2 separate regions of the Zea mays genome follow, and region 2 is linked to region 1. The links are chromatin contacts, called in public Hi-C maps. All regions are on one chromosome and are shown on one strand. The core of a region is the stretch at or near the end of the contact, and the rest is flanking DNA. Distances in the headings are between cores, read along the strand shown.

Evidence for each region. Hi-C and Micro-C count contacts between places; a contact is called where the count stands out from the background.
Region 2: a Hi-C map of leaf shows a contact between it and region 1, with 7 times the contacts expected there. The contact joins the promoter of LOC100382994 here to the promoter of LOC542502 in region 1. A contact is called at or near these places in 2 of 25 Hi-C or Micro-C datasets (both in leaf).

Annotation. Positions count from the first base shown.
Region 1 is chr9:149,945,245-149,947,944 of Zm-B73-REFERENCE-NAM-5.0, reverse strand. LOC542502 (translocon at outer membrane of chloroplast34) reads right to left here and starts at 1,308. Exons shown (of 8, transcript NM_001112052.2): 1 at 1,111-1,308; 2 at 896-1,011; 3 at 251-358; 4 at 37-161. The coding sequence starts at 994.
Region 2 is chr9:150,087,524-150,090,223 of Zm-B73-REFERENCE-NAM-5.0, reverse strand. LOC100382994 reads right to left here and starts at 1,350. Exons shown (of 4, transcript NM_001175677.2): 1 at 1,011-1,350; 2 at 759-859; 3 at 470-678. The coding sequence starts at 1,218.

The DNA.
Region 1 (2,700 bases), core at 59-2,558:
ATATGCTGAAATGCTGAAATGCTGAAATGTGCATACCTCTTAATGATGTCAACAGCCTGCTCATTAATGTATCCACCTTCAATAAGCCCAGGAGTGTCGATAATGTTCAAGGTGAACCCTGCCCTTGTGCGCGACCACATCATCGGTCTCAGACCCTCAGACTGCACAGTACAACATCCAACAACAGAACCACACATAAGTTACTCTGGCAGAAGCCGAACCAGAAACTTAGAACATGGTGAAGAAAAACCTGGAAAGCGCTGACAGTGGCGATCCTCTCCCCGACGATGGAGTTAACAGTAGATGACTTCCCCACTCCGCCTTTCCCCATCACCAGAATTGTCAATGTGCTCACATCCTTCATACCACAAACACAAACAGAACATGCATTGATCACCAATTTTTAAAGAACATAACCAGCAGAAAACACGACTATCCTTTGACTAATATACTACCTCAAGCCCAATTCATTTGCCATCTAGGACAATATAGTAAACCAAATGCATCTTAGACCCTTCTTTATTGAAAGCAATTTTCTGGAGGTAGCAGTTTACAAGATAACATATAGATATTGCACAGTTAGGTCGTCGACTCTAATTGAAGACCTAGCGTGCGTGACAAAGCTCTACAAGAGATAGCTCCTGCAGAGCCATAACTCACAATTTTGACCATTACTTGCTCTGAATCCACGATCGTATGAATTACCAAATTGTACCGCATTGCAGTTTCAGTACTTTTGAGTTCGATGTCATTCATTTTCATGCGATAAGAAAAATAATTACATGCATGGTAATGATTGGACTTTCCATAGCGCACATTTTCGAATGATATATATTTTAAACCGGCGGTAACTGAATCGCGCATTAGAACGTTGCATAGATGCGTAGTGGGGTACCTCCTCCTTGAGCTTGCCGAGGAGCTCGTGCAGCTCGGTCTGGGTGGCCGGAGGAAACTGCTGCAGCCCGACCCACTCGCGCGGTATTGGCGACGCCATCTCTCTCTTCACTTGCCCTGCCACAGGGACGCGCTTTCCACAAAATCAGAAACAGAAACCAATTTTGCCAGGACGGAGCAGAGTGTGCGCGCCGTAGGTGAGGCGTAGATGCTTACCAGAAGACACGAGGCCGGCAGTTGAAGCCTAGAACGAGGGGAAGGCCGCGGGCTGGCAGGGGTCACGGCGGCGGGGGTTTGGGCGAATGGAAGGGATAAGGAGAGCGGAGGGGGTGTCGATGAGATGGATCATGGATGTTGGGGGTTTGGGAAGACCGAAGACGGGAACTTTTTCTTTTTTTCTTTTCCCCCCTTTTCATTTTATTTTCTCTGTGGGCTGTACCGTGCTAAACGATAGCCTACGTATGGGCATGGGCTTGGTTGCTACAAGAAGTGCTCACTGTGGGCTAACGGGCAGCATTATTACTAATTCCGTTCTCTAATATTTGTCATTTGATAGTATATTTTTAAACTAAAACACGATAAGTAAAAGATAAGTAAAAAAGAATAGGAGTAGTAGTTCCTAAAAATGGTCCATAAACCTAGATTTAGGTCATGCTTGTTTACCTATATATTACTAGGAACGTGCCCGTGCGATGTCACGGAACACAAATTGCGACCCTTCAAATTAGGGCTCTGGCGACGGGCGGCGTGAGTACAATAGTGACGGCAAAATCTGTGATTAAACATCATCTATTGTTGTGAGTATAAATGTAAACTTAGTCTATTTACCTATCGAAACAATGCTATGTCAGTCGATACTAAAACTCGCAGAAATCGCATGAAAGAATTTATACAGCACAAGTTTGCTAGATACCAAAATATATTTTCCTATGACTGATGAAAACTGGAGAACGTTGCCTAAAACCTACAATCTAGAACATTCAGAATCTCGAAGACCAACCTAAGATTGTGATGAAGAGAAGGAAGCATCAACTGTCAGGATGAGTTGGAAGAAGCGTGAGCTAGGAGTCCTTCACCGCCCGGCCATGGTCGCCGAGGCCGAGGGCCCCCTCCACCGTCGATATGATCTTTGGCACCGAAATCCCACCTGAGGGGATGCTTTATAAATTTGTCTCGCACTCTAGTTGTTTAGTTTTTTGTTGTGTAATGGTTTTTTAATTAATCTAATTAATATTTAAACACCCGACGTGACACAAATTTTAGTCAGCAGAACCCAACAACTCAGTAAATCCACTCTCCAAGCGCTGACAGCAACGAACGAGACATCCATGCTTGAACTCACGACGCCACAGGAATCTGAAACACTTATACTGGAGTAGTACACACAATACTCCATCCATAGGCTGGCTCCACTGATTTCAGGCCGTGCAGAGCTCGCGCGAGAAACCGATGCGGCCATTGGCGACATCGAACAACACGCGGTGGTTATGCTGCTGCATGCTGGCCAACACGTTGAGCACAGCGCCGACGCCGTCCGATGGTCCCGCAGCCATGGCCAGGCACACGATCTTAATAGCCATGATTGATGGTACCTCATTGCATTTGTTAAACAGACCAAGTGATCCATATACCATAAGAGTAAATAGTGTGTGCATTGGGCATATATAATAGAGCATGAGATCATTGTCAAGGACAATGCAACAGAATGCCACAAAGAAATTTAACCTCCACATCATCTGCATGGAAAGTATAGTTATTGGTCTAGTGCTTAAAAGGCGGTAACAAAAAATACAGGAGACTAAACTC
Region 2 (2,700 bases), core at 101-2,600, 140 kb before region 1:
AGAGTCAGACCTCCGGTAGCCTAAAATTAAGCAACTCAACAGACAACAGGTGTACAACACCTTCCGTCCTTCCCGCGTCAGTATTCGTCATCAGACAGACTGTTGCGCGATCTCGAAGAGATGATTGCCAGAAAATTAAAGAGACGCAAATAAAGGAACAAGAATAGCGATTTATTTGTAACATATATGTATTTGTATATAATCTGGACAAACAGGGGCCCTAAAGTTAATAAATCCATACAATATTTGATGTATGTGTTTTGTCTAGGTTCATTGTTATCAATATGTAATATGGACAAGAAAATAAGGGCCTAAGACGACTAGTACATTGTACGGAGGGATATAAAACTGTATATGTTGCAGCCGTACACCCTGCTACAAGCTACTAGTATGTAGAAAACCGCATGTGTCAAGTGCTGTATTGACGGGTGAGGAGGGTAAGGAGACGAGGGCGGTCGGTTCATCTTACATGATCCTGTCGCGGGTCCAGTGGATGGCGTAGCGGTGGAAGTCCTCCGTGGGGTCGAACCAGAGGCCGTAGCGCTCCTCCCGGCCGGCCGCCGTGCTGCCGTTGCCGTACACGTTGGTCTGCACGCGCCACTCCTTGCCGCGCACGTTCCCGAGGAACTCGAAGTCAAGCTCGTCGTGCGTCCGCTCGTACACGTCCCCGTTGGACATCTGCGTTTTTTTTGTTGGGGTTCGTCATAAAACAAAAAAAACGCAGCATTGGTGGTTGGGTTGGTTGGTTGGTCACGTACGTAGAAGGCGACGACGACGCCGGCGGTGTGGTCGGCGGGCAGCTTGACGCGGGCGCTGAAGTGCCCGTGGAGGTACGCGGCCTGCGACGCGAACCCGGCGCCTGCACACAGCGGAGCAGAGCAGAGCAGAGCAAGCGACGATGAGGTTCGCGAACAGAGAGCAGGAAACACGGAGCACGAGTTGGCATTGACTGGGCGTCGATCGGGCGGGGAACGAGCATGAAGCCGCCGAGCCGAGCCGAGCCGACCCACCTGTCCGCTCGTCGAGGGAGATGTGCACCCTCTTGCCCCCGCCGTGGAGCGCGAGGTTGGAGTCGCCGAACAGCTGCGTGTAGCCGTCCCCGAAGGAGAGGGGCGTCTCCGACGACGAGGGGAGGAGGTCGCCCGTGGCGGCGGCCGCAGCGGACAGACACGCCAATGTCGCCGCCGCCGCCGCCGCCAATACGAAGGAGCAAACCATCGGGCTGCGCAGAACTGCTCCCCGCTGCTTGCTCTGCTCCGCCTGCCTCCGCGCGCTCGCACTGAGCCACGCGCTCCCTGTTCTCCGCTCGCTCTGTGTGTGTCCCTAGCTAGCTAGCTTTAAATGGGCTAGAAAGGAGTGCAGCCTTTCATGCGCAGGGTGTGAATCGGAGCTTGGGGCGAGGAGGACATGTATGAGCAGCTGTATAGCTCTTTATTGGGAGCCGCGCAACTTGCGCTGGCAGTGTAGCGTTGTAGTACTAGTGTGCACGTACGGCGGGTGCGCAGCCGCAGCGCAGAGGTCTCTTCCTAGCCCCACTGTCCACACAGGCACAGCCCCAGACGCCCAGTACCAGTATGCGCTGCGCCGCGCATCAGAGAAATGCTGTATGTTTTTTTTTCTTTCTTCTCGTACAGTACAAAGCACATCTGAGTTCTGCTGTACAGTATGTACCCAACTGCACTGCTCCAACGTCTCGCTCCACCGGTTCACATCTTCGGGCTCTCTCTCACGCCTTCTCCACTCCACTGAAGAAAAACTGCTTGGTTGCCATGCCAGGATATCTATTCTAGCGCCATCAGGTTACCCGATTCGGGGCGCTTCGCTTGGTGTGCCATTCTCGGATGGTATAGACTGGAACTTTTTTTTAATTATTATTGTCTTGAAAAAAAAAAGTTCCATTCCCTTGCATCAAACAGTGACAGCACAGTACATGCGCTTTGGCATTCGGGAGCGAGCGAGGTCTTCTTCTTTATCCACGCATGCAGCGTCTGCGTCTCTCTCTCGCGCGCGCGCAGTAACAACTGTACAGACCTGGCCCGGTCCATGTCTCCATGGCCATGGCCACAGCGCCAGCATACGTACGCAACTGATAAGGTAGGTGCGTGTGCAGCCTCAGCCTGTGCGGATTCAGTTGGATGCTATTGAGTGACCGGGACGCCATGCGATGCGTGGGAAGAAGCGGTGATGATGATGATGGCTCGTGGCGAACAACAGGCAACCAACCGCCACAGCGCTCCTGCGTTGGGTAACGCCCGCGCTTCAATGCGGGATTGATTGCCGAGAGCCGGCCGTTGAGGCAACGGAACGAACGGGCGGGCGAGACACCTTCTCACTCTTTCCTCCTCCCGTCCTTCGTCCTTCCAATGCCTGCCTGCCTATCCTTTTTTTCACCGTGGTCCATGGATGGTAAAAAAAAACAACAAAGGGGACATGGCGTTGGTAATGGCCGGTCAGCGGCGTGAATGCGGTGTCTGGGCCTGGGGACAGCGACGAGCCACACGCCGCCAATGTAACGGCCGCCAGGCCGTGGAGGAGAGGACGGCCCGGCCACAGCGCAGCGGCGCCACACAACGGTTCGTTCTCTTCCCCGCCCTCCCGCGCTTTTGGACCATCTGCGCTGATCCCGGGGCCGGGGCAGCACAGCCAGCGACTCTGGGCGCCGTGCCGTTCCATTATTATTGCCCTTGCCCTCCCGTCCCG